Linked DNA regions of Anas platyrhynchos: region 2 is linked to region 1. A link is a contact called in public Hi-C data. All regions are on one chromosome and are shown on one strand. Each heading gives the region's core, a stretch centred on a gene start, on an enhancer-like site or on the middle of the called end of the contact. The rest is flanking DNA. Distances are from core to core; before and after follow the strand shown. Region 1 has its middle 7.4 kb from the start of RMI2. Region 2 overlaps LOC106019534 (a long non-coding RNA gene).

Region 1 (7,938 bases), core at 1,433-3,932:
ATTGCTCTATTCATCAGAAATAATAAAGTGAATAAGATTCCCAGGTATTCAAGCATGCACCTCCCTGCACTTTTCTTCTGGGTATATGGAAATCAAACTAGCAAACAGGTTTGAGGACAGTTAATCATGAAAAAGAGGAATTACATCAGAAGACTAGCCAGCCCATTTTAATTTTTTTGTTTGTTTGTTTGTCTTGTTTGGTATATGTATTGAAGTAGTTTGCAGGGACAGGTTTAATTTGGACTCATATTTTCAAAGGAATTAGGAGAAAACCCTTTTTCTCTTGTGCACTGTGCTTGTCAGGTATAACTGAAATGGCTTTCTGGTGAAATAGAAAAGCCACACTGAGAAGAAAGGGAAACAAAGATAGCAAGAAAGACACTCAATTTGAATTGTGTCTGTTTATATTTGTGTCTCTTGTTCATAGGAAGTTCTGTTTTTATCTTTAATACTATGCAAGTTCCTATAACAGTCAGTTTAATTATAGTATTGCTCAATTTCCAAAGAAATCACTTGCGTTTGTATTTAAAAAACTTGCTGCCAAGCCCCCTCTGCTGGATGGAAAAATCATATCTTCATCCCTGCATGCAGAAGACATCTAGTAAAAGCATTACAGATTATGACTGAAAAAGATTACAGACTCTAAGTTCATAAGATCATTAATATCTTTCTGTTATCTATCATTATATGATGAGTTAATCTGATTCAGAGAACAATTGGGATGACCACTGCAAATGTGTTCAAATCCCTCCATCTGTATGAGCATTCGGTCAGTCTGTTGAAAATTCATCCTGTCACCTTATTATCTTATTTCAGATATTTTTGTCAATTTTGTCAATGATCTCACTGCATGCAATTAGAGTGTACTTGCATAATGTGTCTATACAGGAAATAATCAAAATCTGTCTCCAAGAAGCACACATGCTTTTCCTGGGCAATTCAAACTTTGAAGCCCCGCTTTGCTTGTCTGTAAAGTGTAACAAGGGAAGTTTGCTAAGTGATAAACAGTACCAAGTGCTGTTTAAATCATGCTTTTCATTCATGTATGACAAAACCTTTTGTGGGGACCAGCCTCATATTTATAGATTGGGAAGCAAGCCTAGCAAGGGAAGACTCATTTAGTTGCTTGGACACTAAATGAGAATTAAAAAAACACAGATTTAAACACAGCTCTGAAACAGACTGCCTGGTAACCTTTCACTAATTAACCAGGCTGAAAGCCAAGAAAGGAGCATGCCATAACACTGAGCATAAAATTGTGAAGCTCCTGAGATAATGTGTTGGAGCAGTATTGTGGACTGCTGCACTGCACGGTGAGAGTTGAGCTCCTCTACCAGCAGGTCCAAAGCAGCCAGCATGCTGTGCAAGCAGTCAGTAAGGTATTATTGCCCACAAAGGTATGCCTGAAACTTTTTCAGTTTATGCACGTTAATCATAGTTTTCGAGAGTTAAGTTCTTCAAAATGAGGTCTTTGAAGAATGGCAGTCTTTGAAAAAAACAAGCAAGCTGAGAGAATGTTGCTGGGGCAGATTATTACTACTTAGACCTCTTTAGTATATGGAAAACTGAGATTTCTGTCCTTGCTTAGCATGATGGCAGGCAAAATGTCAGTTTTCTGGAAAGTGTCTTAACTGCAAAGCAGAGTTTGCATCAAAAGGGAAGAAGGAATATTTGTTAGCCAAGAGAAACTTGGAGCTTAACAGGTAGACTGCTCACCTATGAGTGGGAAACACTGGATATTGGTGTCTCTTCTGAGTGCTGTTACATATTGTACATTAAGCAGTTATTAGGTAAAGTACATAAGTGGTATTTGAAACTGAGCCAGGAGTCAGTGCCTCACCTCTCTCAAATCAATGCCCCAACCTGCAGGCTTGAAGGAAAGTCCCATTCTTTCCCTGTGTAACTCAAGGACTTTCAAATGCCTTTTTTTGGGCACTAATGCAAGTTCACAGGATAACCAGATAATGTTTCCTTCTATAGGCTTGTGGCAAGGTCCAGATTTTTTTTTCAAAGCACCATATTTCATTCAGTTTGCAAAAATAGTGACAATTGTCCCATAAAGATCAAACTGTAGCAAAACTACGGGAAAGAAAAACATACTGAATTAATGTCTTATGTTGAAAATGCTTTATAGGTAATTGTATTTAAGGTGAAAATGTGAACTACAGTTTCCTGGAATATAGTGCAAGTACAGATTGTATCCTGGTGAGGTTAAATGAGTATTCAGTCTTTGCTATAACAGCCAATAAATGCTAAAATTGACAACAGGTCTGAGCAAGAAAGAAGTCTATCTCTAAGCTCTAGGGAAGTTAGCAAATCAAGCCTGTGTTTAGGATTTATGTCTGATCCCTTCACAGAACCAAGGCAGAGGCTTAAATAGAAGCAGTCCCAGTTTTTGTGTTTGCAATGTTGTGTGACCATGCAACATTTCCTGTCTGTAGAAATATGCAGCTGCCTTGCCTCCCAGGTTTAAGTCATCTGTCACTTGATAATTGCAGCAGAGGGAAAAAGAGTTCCTTTTCCTTCTTAATGAGACCGCTTTATAGCAGGGTCTGTGAGCGCTGAAGGAAGAAAAGAGAAAGAAAAAAAAAACGGGGGGGGGGGGAAGCAGGAAGTACGTCAGTCCCAAGCAGTGCATGATCAGCGTCTGCTCTGCAATCAGGGGAACTCTCCTTCCTCCTGAGGCATCTGGCCAAGCTTATGCAAAGCTCAGAGCTTTCTAGGTCTGCATTTGCAATCCAGATGCCTCATCCCACCTTCACCTTATGCTTTTATGATCAGAGCTAACCTGCTTCCACAGAAGCCAAACTGGCAATTCAAGCTGTAGCACTTGGTAAAAGCTGGGAACAGGGGGTAGCAGCTTTCTCCTGCCTGAGCTAGGTGGACAACTGGGCTGCCCCAGGATGTGACCTGCCATGGGTCTGTTTTGCAGAGCCTGATCATTTCTCACCTTCTGCAATGCACAGTCTGCTTAATTAGAGCTGCAACAAGAAGGTATGACTTCCAAGGTATTAGGTTGAAGTGCTGTATACTCGAGACATTTATAGATAATACAACAGTGTGAATGCAACCCAGCAAATGGAAGCTATGATGGAAACTGATCCTTCAGTTTTCCCTGCAAGAGAGAGGGCTACTGGGAAAGATTAAAGCAGCTCTGCTAAAGCCTGTCTGTTACTTTATACTGATTAAGCAACAATGCACCCTTTCCTTTTCATGTACCAGGAATTTCACATGGCTTAATGCAAGATTACAGGCCATAAAATGCACAATTACATACCATAAACTCTATAGTTCAAGATAAGTTAAACTGCAGCTTGCAAAACATGCAAACTCCTTTGAATTCAAAACCAGAATCTTAAATTTCCACCACAGTTTAGGAGTAAGAACTATGCAGCACTGCCTCTTTCATGACTTTGGAAGTGGTCTTTACAAATGTTATCAGCTGGCAATGCTCCACAGCTGTGTGATGAAGACCACAGAAGCAGTGGTGGAGTGAGCACAGTTGTTTTAAAGCTGAGAAATGCAGCCTTCAGAAGGAAACACATCAATCTATTTCACAGATTTCAGGATGAATGAAGAAGATTCTCTAATTGCTTTCAGTTCTGTTTCCTTTGGTGGAATTTCTGTTTTCCCCAGATAACGTATCCAGATGGAATCCAGGGTAGTACAATGACCTTTATAAGAAACAGAAGGGAAAGTAGCCAAAAACGAAAGGGGCATTCACTGAATGCTGCCACCTATGAGTAAAATGTGCTGCTATTTGAATGCTCACTTCTCTGACTTTAGGGACTTTCTTAATAACGAGTGTCCCTACCAGACTTGATTTTGCAAGTCACTTGCAACTCTCAATCAGGCTGATACCACAGATGGCTTAAAGTATGTAGCATCTCTCGGCACTGCTTAGCTGTCAGAACAGGTCCCAAGGCAGAAGAATCAATCAGTAGATTGATACCAAGCAATGCTGGTTCTGCAGGTAACATTTACTATAATTAACTGGGCTAGCCAAAGTGTTGTTTTTTTGTTGTTGTTTGTTTTGTTTTGTTTTTTTCTTCTATCCATAAATTACTATATATGTTGAATCTAACCTGTATGACTGAATGCTTAATTTTACCAGGAAAGATGAAGCAGTGGAACTTGGGAGTGATTGGAGCCAGCCTACTTGCATTTATGTCTGCCCTGAACTATGAATTCCTTTATCTGTAAGGTTAACCATAGTTAACCATTCTGGCTGGAGGGAAAAGAAAAAAAAAAAAAAAAAAAAAGATATGACGAATATTTTTGCCATTACCCAGATGTTCACCTAGTTACTTGCTTCGGACAAGGAAAGTGTAAGAGGGATTGGCTCAAATGGCAGGGAGCATGAAGGCCATTCTGACTGCACTCCCTCTTCCTTACTCCCACTGGTGACTGCTGGGGCCCTGCTGGGGCCCTCATGGCTTGGTATGGACCAAAACCCCTGAGTTCCCAGCCAAGTAAGAGTCAGAGGTCCCCAAATGCAAATAAACCAGTGGTCTCTGTCAAACAATAGGTTCAACTAGAAGATCACAATTCTCCCTCTACCTTAAAATCTATGTAAACAATGAAAATGAAAATATCTAACCCACATCTGTTAAGATTGTTTGCTAGTAATCGCTGTACTGTGTTTTAAAAGAATTTAGGTAAAGCATAGTCGAAGTACAGAGATCTGTGGGTAAGAGAAAGAAACTGCTTTGCACCTTTCACTTTCACCCTGTGCATTTCTTGTAAATGAGACTGTAACCGGCAATGAGGCCTGAGTACTCTGATGAGCTTTACCTTGCAAATCTGAGGTCACGTGCTCTCCTTTTCCATTCTGAAGTGTCTATTGTCTGAAATTCATACCGGCTGAAATTGTAGCAGAGCCACAGAGCTTCAGATGTTCCTGGACAATATTTGTAATTATTTGAATATAAGTGTTTGATGCTTGGAACATCAAAACTCCAAAGGTGCAAGCAAAAACATGCACACATTTTCATGCCTGCTCTGCACAGTCACTTTATTCTATGTGACATTTCCATGGAACTTAGACATCATCTATGGCAAGCTGATGTCCCCTAGTTGGCTCTTAAAGTACTGCCAATTTCTGTTTTGAATTAATGAGCACAGCTGGCTTTTGCAATGGAGTTCTCTACTGCAAGTCTGGTTTTATGGCCTCTTCAGGTTGTGAAAATAAGGCATGCTGGTTTTGTCTTTATCATCTATTGCTGCTTTTCATGACAGGCTTGCTTAGTTATTGGTTTCAATATATTTGAATCCCTGAAGAATCACTTTCTGTTTTTTGATTATCTTTGAATTTCAAGTCCCAGTTTTGTTATTTAGTTTGCTATATGAAGAGGTGCCTTTAGAAACAACCACTGTGTTACACTACTGCGTACATTTTAACCACCTGGCAAAACCATCAAACATTTTTGAATACCATTCATTATTAATTTTTTACATTTATTGAGATAAATCAATGTTTATATTGTTGCCTCATTGCAGTCTTCATCACAACCAGCAGAAAGGTCAGCTCGCCTGTGCATAAGTGATTTTATCATTTTCCCTTGAAGTGGGTCCTCTTAATTTCTGTTTATGTTCCTCTGGTTCATTTTGTTTTCCTACTTAGTTCATAGTTCAACATAGTTCAACATGGGTTATAGAGTCTCACTGGCATGAGCTGATGAAAATCTTTTAAAACCAGCAGATATATCTACCTTAAGTGAAAAAGAGTGCCAACCCCCAAATTCCTGTCTCTGAATAATGTATGAGATGAGGTACTTATGGATAAGTTGTCAGCGATGGTTGTGCAAGATTTCAAATGCCAACAATAAAAGTCTGACCTTCATTCCCTCAAACTCATATCTGAACCTGTATATTCTGGACCTAGTGGAAAAAGATGGGTCTTAATTAGAGAGTTTCGGTATAGTGTTTAATGTCAGGTGCTGTGCAGAATACAAACTTGAAACTTTGAACAAAAATGACTTAAATCAGGAGGTGGAGGCAGTTTGTGACATTTTAATGTCAAATTATATTTTAAAATGTGATATTTTCACATGAGTTGCAGAGGTTTTCTAAGCTGAACTAATGGGATGTCTCCCAGTTGGCTCACGAGATCTCGTGTGTTTTGATTTTTCAATAAATTAAAGAAGCCTTAGAATGTGAAAACATATTTCAGCAACTACACACTGTATGTCATCATTTAGAAAGAAATCTGTGAGTTTATTTACCATTTTGTATCTTCTCTCAGACATATTAAGAGATAAATAGGCTTTGTATAGCCTGTACCTAGCACATTTCTTCCCATACGAGGCCATTTCTGCTATTCCTGCCAGTATCACTGCCAGCGCCAGGGGAGTCAGGAGAGCAGTCCCTCATGAACAGTTTCCAAAGAGGACTCCAGAGCTGCTTGTGCCAGTGTCCAGAGCAGGGTCCTTTTTGTCTGGCATCCCCAAGCAATCACACATGCAAAGCTTTAGTCACAGCTCCATAGAAAATCAGTGCAGACATTCTACATGGAGATGCTCTGATCTCAGAGAAAAATGTGGTTAGCTAAGGACAGTCACCCCATTTTGTGACTTAGATGTTTCTCCACGATCTATGGGTCACTTAAAAAATTAGTTTCACTCCCTACTTCAAGATGGGAATACAAGTACAAAACACTGGCTAAAGCACAGAGAGTAGTGAGTATTAACTTTTTTCTACAACTTTTCAGTGACGAGGAACCAGATAATACACCAGCTGACTGGTCTGCTTGGCAGGTACCGAACCTGGTGTCTGCTTTATGTGTCTCCTGAAGACTGCAAAAACCTTCCCTGATGCAGCAACAGACACGTGGGCTTCCTCAGTTCAGGCTTCTTATTCAGTCTCTATGGAAGCTCGCTTCAAACTTTCCTCTTCAAAGAGCTTGACATTCATCTTAAACTTCCAAAACATTTTTTCCTGAATTAATGCAGGTATGTGCTGAATGTGAGATGGCTATAAAATCCCTGAGTCATTATAATAAGACTCTGACCTGCTTTTAATCTCGTTCTAACATTGTACCAATTTAAATTAGCCTGAGTGGTGATGATGTAGCTGAAAAGTTTTATGTTTAAGCAAAGTAAGGCTTGTAGCAGTAGAGATTGTCTTTGATTGGACCTGAGAAAGCCCTGGCCTGCTTGAAAATTCAACAATTTTTCAAGGTCTTACCTTTCCCTACAGGCACAAGGAAGTTATTTCATAACCTTTTGAACAAACCTTGAATCTTGTAGAACCATGCCAAGGTGTGCTCCATGTTGAATGTAACTTCTCATCCTCACTGGCCTTTATGTATTTTTCTAGTATCTGACATAGCAGATTTTAAGATTTTGAAAATAAAATGTCACTCTTCTTGTTGCTTTTCTTTAGGAAAATGATTCTGTTCTCACTCTTAGTGGATAAGCTGGATGCTGGTGATGGTCATGGGAGGATATTTATAGCATGCCAGCAGCAGCTGTCCAGGGAGGATGCTGCAATCTGTATTCCCCTGCACTGCTGACAGGGGTTCTCCAGTCTTGTTAAGCTGCTCCTAAACATCCAGCTCTTTTATGAAGCAAAGTGAAGTCAAAAAAGTGGAACCTCTAAAGTCTCCTAGCTACTGGCTTCACTTCAGTCAGTACTGAGATCTAATGCTTTGGATGCCATTCATATTTACTGTTTTAAAGATTTATTTTTATTTTTTTATTATTTTTTTTATGTTGATGCAGAAATTTGTGTAAGCCCATCTGGAAGCCAGCTTCACAGACCATTTCCAGGGCAGCAAGCAGTACTTGTAAATACAGTGATTTATTCCTTTTTTCTTCTTTCACCATGTCATACTCCTACTCATAGTATGTGGATTTATTTCAGTTACTCACCAGGCATATTTGTAGCATAGAAAGGAATAAACAGGTGACACCCACTTCTGCAGAACACAACTGGAAC
Region 2 (7,938 bases), core at 2,405-4,904, 47 kb before region 1:
GCACATGGAAGATTTCCTTGCAGAGCACTAAAAGCTGTGCTGGCGCATTGGTCATGCTGCTCCCTGCTCATTTGTGGCTTATTGCTAAGCCTCCTCTTGGGACCCAGTGTCATCATAACTAATGCACAACTTAAACCTCAAGGCTGAAGGAAAAGGGAACTGAATTTCTTATTCCAAACTTCTTTTTTAATCCCTGCAGAAACTAACTATTCCTCCGTCCTCCCAAAAATGCAGAGGCTTGCTGCTGGGGATTAATGCACCAAGCCGGGAGCTGAGCTGATCAGGTCACCTGAAGGAATGTAAGTGTACCACCTGCAGCAGAGAGCAGGCAGCTTTGTGTGTACCTGTGAATGGCTTTCTGAGGAACGCAAGGTATCAACAACATCTGGAGGGGCTGACTTAGGAACAGGATGCTGGCACTTCTTTGCCATCAGTTTGGGAAGCTTCTAAGAGAGGGCAGTGATAGGAATAGCAGCTTCCTTCGAAAGGAAATTCAAAATCCAGTAAATCACTTGTTCTAACATAAAAAATAAATAAATAAAAAAGAAGTAAACCATATGCCTATGCTACTCATGTTTTCCTTCTTCAGCCTGGTCCATTGTTTTTCAGAGGCCAAGTTTTCCTTGGGCTACTTCTTTCTTTGCTTTTTCCTTTGATTGAATAGATTCTTTGTTTTCTTCTTGGAAACTGCCTCCCTCTTCCCACCCCCATGCTTTTTTTACCCCCTTTCCTCTTTTCCTTCTCAAAAATTGCAGCTGAAGGGAGCTGGCACCCTCACACAGTGCCTTGCTTCTGGATGCAGGAGAGCAGAGGTAGGATTCCCCTCCTTGAGTATTAGCTGTCCACAGCATGGACCTGTGTACCCTAAGCTCCCTCTGTGGGGAAAAATGAGCACTCAGAGCATAAATCCCCCGAACTGTTTTAGACTGATTTAGTAAATGTGAAACACATCTAGACTCTTTAGTATCCAGGTCTGCTGGGCATGTTTATATTTAACTGATACCTCCCAGTTTGGGTCTACATGTACTACTGACCTACCTGACGACTTGGGCAAGTCACCTACCAGTCTGTAAAGTGGAATAACGTTATGATTTTCTAACGACTCTAACTTAGTTAACTTTTACTTTGGCTACAGCAGGACTTGGCTGTATGCAGTGTTCTTATCCTATGTTACTTTTGCCTTCTTTTTTAACCTTTGGACTCTTTTGCAATAGGAAGTTGTGTCATTTCTTTAATTGGCAAGGGCTTGTCCAACATCTGCAGCCACAGGGATTGGAGCTGGAGTCTGAGACCCCTCTCTTTACAGGCCACAGTCTCCTTCATCCAAAGAGCAGCTAACCCCTCTCTTCCCAGAGCATTACTACTTTCTCAGGGTAGGAAAGAATAGATTAAGATTTCCTCCTTGCTCAGCAGTTTCCTCTCCTCACTAGCAGCCACACTAAAACAGCCCTCTGGACAGTGGCAGGTAAGAGAGGTGACAGGCAGCAAGCTGGCCAGAGTTTGCTTCTTGGGTCTTGTCTCTTCAAAGGAAAGCAAGGGCAGGTCAGCTGGAAGCACCAGGAAGTCATGTAGCACCCAGAGTGCTGCAGCTGGACCTCCACATACCTGCACTCAGACAAAGGCATGGGTGATGGCTTGAACAGGATGCTCAGCAGAAACCCTGCCTGATTCCAGTGACAATGTTACCAAGTCGCTGAGATTCATAATGGATTCATAATATTTTTTGATATGAAATTCTTAGTCTGTTCTTAAAAACAAGACAGCCAATACCCCAAACAAAAACAAATTTTATGAAGAAAAGAAAGCTGCCAAATGCAAGCCATGAAGTTTGAGACTCCAGACCAAAAGATTTGTTTACCAGCGGGATCCAAAGTTAACTGTAAGTTTCACAACTTTTACTCAATCCTGTCAATTTCTAGAGTCTGATCCAGAGATGTGGACTGTTCTTTAGCCTCATCTGCTATTTCTTGAGTGCTAAGCTACATCAAGGTCACCCCTTGACTTTTTTCTCTCTGATGTCTTACTCTATCCCATTTTTGGATTACTTCTCAAACCTGAGGTCACCAGAGGCAGTTGTGCATGCTTTTGCATGGTTAATGAGTTGCAGACTAGCTCTTTTGAAACCATTCTGCTGTTTTCATCCATGCTCATTTATACCCAACAACATTACGGTTTTCATTTATTCATCCCGCAGCTTTGTCAAATTCTTCTCTTGCCATGCAGTTCTCTGTTGGTTGGAAGGTTTGGTTTCCCCACAGGAACATCCTGGCTTATAACAGGAAGAACTCTACTTCTTCATCTTCAGTGATTGATTGGTTTTAGAATTGTCTGTAAATGAGGTGCTGGTAGTGTCCTGGATAAAAAATACATGTTCAGTTCCATGCATGACAGATGATATAGCAGGATATCTGATTATTAGTTTTCTCATACAATTCTAACTTTTGGTGCAGGATGAACACAAGGGAAAGATCATGCTCAATCATGAATCATAAATCTCACTGTTGGAGGCATTTGCAAGGACTGCTTGCCCTTTCACCTCTTCCTGAATGGCAGGGTAACTGCATGTTCCAAGGGCCCACAGTTAGCAGGCATTGTGTTGTTTTAGCAACATGACATCAAGCTGATGTATGTTAGACCACAAGCATGAAAATGGTCTGCACCTGTTGGAGCATCAGTGTTTAAATAGGACTTGATGGTTGTGGTCTTGTGCAATGTCCCATGGGATAGTGTTTCCAGGCCTGTCAGTTAGGGCTGCAGGAGCTTTGATCCTTGTTAACGCAAGGATTTACAACATTCATAGTGGGCTGCTGGAAAAATCTCATGCTGTGATGATATGAAAAAATGCATGAGAAAGAACAGCCTCTCAGTGCAAACACCTTTGGTTACATCTTCTCTCCTTTCATTTCCTTCCCATCACCTGAGCAAAAAGCAAACAGAACAAGCAGCAAGGACCACAAAAGCAATTGCAGTGCAGAGAAGCTGCTTATAGTTCTAGCTCAGCTGACTAGTTCAGTTCTTCCTACCCATGCATTCAAGCTGAAGGAGAAGCTAATGCAGAAGAGATGTTTTCCATATCCTCAGATTTTTGACAGTTGCATGTGCTAAAAATCCTGTGAGAGAGAAGAGGCCATAACCTGAAACCAGCAAGAAGTGCCTAATTTTGAGGCTGTGAGAGGACTGAGTTTTTCCCCAGAACCTTGTATCACTTTGGAGTGGGCACCAGGACAGGTCATGTCTGTTGGGGTGCTTTCTCCACTCCCCTTTGAACTTGTGGGTTTGTTTTTAAGTCCTCGTAGTAAGCTCTGCTTGGAGAATTTAATCTGCTCCTACTCATAGATGCCTTTCCTCTGTAGAGTTCCTTAATTATGTGGGAGCACACTAAATATGAATACAAACTAACTCCCACTGTCTGTGCTACTAGCAAAGTCGCATCTGGCATATGGACGCAGCCTTGAAGTGTTCTGCTCTGAATTGCTGGCTATGTTTCCCAGTAAATGTTCAGGGAAGAGTTAACGGTTTTCTGCCAGCATTTGACTAAATCATTTAGCACAAAGCACATGTGATATCTTTAATCTTATCTCTTAAGAGTGCTGTAACATCTAGTGAGCTGCTGTTGCCTGCACACAGTGTACTCTTCTGGCTGAAGTTCTTGTTAGTACCAGCTGAGCTTTCTGTAATTTGGGAACAATCTGTGCTTCCTGTAGGTCAAACTGGTATGTGTGCCACAGAGGTGCTTATGTACTGGAAGATTTGACCTGCTGGGACAGCTGGTGGCTGCCTGGCACCTCTTAGTTTCTGGGATTTTCCAGTTAACCTTGAGGAAGGATGCATGGAATGCTGTCATAAATAGATGTGCAAACAACTCTAAACTGGTACCATAAGCCTTTAGACAAAACTTGTTTTCATGCTGATGAAAGAAGATGTCAGCAGTCTCTGCCACAGTTACGTTGGAACACACGAGTAAGAGGCATTGAGAAAATTTTGGGTTCAGGTTGATGTGAGGCAATTAAGACAAGGATGTTCTTCATGAATGGTTGAGTTTGAAAGTAAACTGTGTAGAAAGTGAGTTAATAGCATGTAGAGGATCTCACAGCTGCCCAGGATGTGGGGAAGTGTGTGGTTTTTCTTCCTAAGGATCATATTTCTTTAATTCTGCAAGTACAAAGCCCTTCCTTTATTAGTTTAAGCAAATTGGTACCAAGTGGTTAAAAGGAAAAAGCAGAGGCGTGTTTATATGAGAGAAGATATGAAATTCATCAGAAGCATAAAGCTGTTACTCTCAGTGTCTACATCATGTTCTGGAGTAGAGACTGGTGTCTGCCTAAATGGAGAAGCCCTTGTTCGTGATTCTAGGGTTGTGATGGAGTCCAGCAGCATCAGGTGATTGGGAAGGCACTGAGCTGGCTGTGCCTCAGGCTAGAACAGTTAATTCCAACTGGAGGGGAGAGCTGACTCCATACTGGGCATCACTCTGCTTGTCTCCTTTGTTGGGACAGTTGTAGGGCTGACAGTCAAAGATGTAGAAGACAGGAAGAACTTCATGTATTCTTAGTTAGACAAACTTTTGATATGCTCTTGTCTTTGAGACAACTAAAATGGTGTAAATACTTGCTTGTGTTTCTCCTCAAGGCACAGAGGAGATTTTGGTTTGTTGACGGGTTAGGCCCAGGTTAAAGAACTGGAAAAGGAACAAGATATAATGCTGCCAGGAGACAGGGCTGAGAGCAGAAAGCTGAAGAAGAGCATCACAGCTGAGTGTGAAATTTGTGCTGCGTCATGGTTTGCCCTTACACACTCTTTTCATTAAAGACCAAATTTTTGACTTGCCCTTTGCTAGTTGGCAGTCTTGTGATTAAAGGAGCTGTTTGGCTTGAGGGTAAGACTTAAAATCCCAGGACAGATGAAGCCTTTAATAACGAGCTTGATCTCACTGTGGGAAGGCTAGTGCCTAACTCTTCACACACAATATCAACAGAAGAGTGTACACTTTCTAAACAGTGGGATGGTTTACTAATGTCATTTGTTTTAGCCTAAAGCAACAGCCCTCAGTGTTACTTGTGAAGGATCTGCTGCTGTTATCAAAGGTTGGATCCTCTTCATTGATGCATGAAGCTACCTATCCCTGTATGTGTGCTAACTGATACTGTTCCTGATGCCAACTAACAGGTCTGCAGTCAGTCTGTCCCTGTCAAATGCAGGCACAGCAGGTTGCTAGCCTGATTAGTGCACAATATGACTAAAGCCAAGATCTGTGCCTGTGTGCAGCCACCCTAGAAGCCACTCATGATTTGCCCTTGCACACTAGCTCTGCTGTGTTCTTCACTGCAGTTGGCCAGGAACAGGGTCCCTAGATCCCAGGCTGTTTCTGGCATGTGATTGGAATTATGCCAAGACCTTGTTTATACTCAGAGATGGAGTGTAAACCAATTTTGAAGGGTGGGTCTTGAAAAAAGAAATGCCTAAAAGGAGAATAAAGTGCTTTACTACCTATGACTTCAACAACCTCTTGCTTGTTTAACAGCAGAGCATGCTCAGCAATTGTCAGAGTTAACCTCAGCAGGCTCCTGCATGAATCAGGGCTTTAAAGACCTGCTGGCTCAACACACATTGTCTTGTGATACAGATCAGAGCAACCCAACATACTCCACTAAGGGGAAAAAAATGTTTTCTTACTTCATTCCAGAGCTGAGGCTTATGCTTTTGTCCAATTCAGACCAACCCATTAAACTAATTACAGCAGTGATAAAAATAAAGTCACTGTCTGAAAGATCAACTCATATCAAGCATGCAGCTTGAAGGGGAGTTTTGACCAAAGTAAATCTTTAGCTGATATGCTATTTTTCCATGTGTGCTAGTTACATAAATACATATGATCACTTACATTAACTGCAACACCATATGGCTTCTAAGAGACTTTCTTCACCATTCAGCACATCTCTTTTGCAAAACCTGGCAATTGGAAACACATGTTAATTGGTCGTACCAGTTAGCAGTCAAGAAATCCAGTTAATTGCACTCTTATATTCAATAATATTCTCTCCACTAGAAACTTGTAAATGTTCCTTACCTAATACTTTGTGCAGGCTTTCTGGTGAACACAATCTTAATACTAACTTTAAGGGGTGTGTTTGTGTGTGAGTGTCAGTTGGAAAGAGTGGCACAAACACCAAATTTAGGTCTGGTTAAGTGCTTGTGGCCTTTAACTTTGGGCCTCAGCAACAGAAAATTTCTGTTATGTTAGCCTTCTACCAGGACTCTGCAGCACGTCCTTCTTTCATAGAAAATAATAATAATAATATAACATGTTTATACTAAAATAAATGAAGAAGAATGGGAGTTCTTTTATGATTCATAGACAGATCTTATCGAGTATTTTCAGATTAATATCAAATTCCTCCTCATCTCAAGCCAGATTGTATCTAGTAAAGATGCCGAAGTAAAGTAGAGATAAGAGCTTTATAATGGCTGTGTTCCTTGAAGCTGTCTCTTTCTTTTCTGTGCACTTTATTTTTTTCCATATCTTCTTTCTGGTTTCCTTCTCACCCCTATTTGGACCATATCTGGATAATATTCTCTTTCAGTCCCATCTAGCCTTTTGCTCTGTGGTTTGCTGCAGATACACTCCAAGCTCAAATCTTCCCTTTTCCATATTATCAGTCTCTTCAAGCATTCCTTTATTTTTTGCTTCTCTGGACCTAAGTGCATTTCCACTGCTCTTAAAATATTAAAGCAGAGTCCTTTTAGATATAAGTTAGCTAAAAGTACTGTATATTAATTTCATTGACTGTGTTCTATAAAAAGCTGTTGTAAACATAGCATTTTCCAAAGGAAGCATAAGTAAGCTAAGAAATTCAGATCTGTCAGACAGGACTATAAATATCCACCAATATTAGACATACTCAGGAAGTTGTAAATACATGTATTTACCATATGGGTGACTTAATTTTGTGATTTACCAGAGATAGGCTTTGTGCAGGTTTTCTGGTGAACATGATCTTGATACTAACTGAAGGGATGCGTTTCTGTGTCAGTTAGAGTAAGTGGCACAAACAGCATCTTGGCTTCCTGCAACTGGAGAGAAAAGAGACATGATGTTCAACTTGCCCATGGCATTGCAGCAGGATTTCCTCTTCCCTCCAGCATGTTTCCTACTATTTTTTTCAATAATCTTTTACTGCCAGTTAAGGCTCATTCCTCTGGGAGATTTTCTGTAACTAGTTAAGCTCAGTGACATTTATTTTTATTTTTTAACTTTAGTGATGTTGAATTCTTCTTTTCTTACCATTCCATTGTTGTTTAATCTCTCCACCTGACCATCTGTTCTGATTATTGTTTAGTATTTACAGTTGTACTACATCAGGAGGATTTGAGGATTTGGCCACAAGAAAAAACACCTCTGTAGTCAAGAGGAGTTCCAACCCACAACTGGTGGGTGCTCATCTGAAGGAGCAGCTAACCAGAATTAGACCCACACAGCATCTCCACTGCATCTCACCAACAAGCTGGTTTGGCTGGATGGCTGCTGAGCGGTGCTGGTATCCACCTGGCTGAAGAACTTGCATGGCAGACAGGCAGACTTGCATGAGCTGTAATTTGAAGTAGATAATTTTGTGTTGCAAAATAGGTGAGAATGGTACAAGTTCTGCTGGGCTCAGCCCTATGGCATGGCAGTATATGTTTCTGTATATTCCTGTAAAAGGGCTTGAAGGAAATTCTCTGCCCTTTAATGATGAATGAAATATTTCCTTCTTCCAATTCTCTATTAACTCACAAATGCGTAAGTGACCTTTGAACTTTGTTACATGTTCCTAAAATGTGGACTGTGTTTCTAGCCATTGCCAATTCTTGTCACTGGAATTGCAGCATCTTAGTAGCCTTTCAGAGAATGATGTGAGAAGAACAATGCTATCTTCTGACACTTTATCACAGAGTCAGTAT

Evidence for each region. Hi-C and Micro-C count contacts between places; a contact is called where the count stands out from the background.
Region 2: a Hi-C map of skeletal muscle shows a contact between it and region 1, with 2.0 times the contacts expected there. The contact joins two enhancer-like sites. A contact is called at or near these places in 2 of 8 Hi-C or Micro-C datasets (skeletal muscle and subcutaneous adipose tissue).

Annotation. Positions count from the first base shown.
Region 1 is chr15:3,082,000-3,089,937 of IASCAAS_PekinDuck_T2T, reverse strand. No RefSeq gene overlaps it. Among named protein-coding and RNA genes, the nearest start is that of RMI2, 7.4 kb to the right of the region's middle. Within about 2 kb of position 2,682, at least 5 of the 8 cell types and tissues checked have an H3K27ac peak or open chromatin away from gene starts, as enhancers often do.
Region 2 is chr15:3,130,172-3,138,109 of IASCAAS_PekinDuck_T2T, reverse strand. It overlaps LOC106019534 (a long non-coding RNA gene), which reads left to right. Exons shown (of 5, transcript XR_003500663.3): 5 at 7,338-7,938. Among named protein-coding and RNA genes, the nearest start is that of SOCS1, 30 kb to the right of the region's middle. Within about 2 kb of position 3,654, at least 4 of the 8 cell types and tissues checked have an H3K27ac peak or open chromatin away from gene starts, as enhancers often do.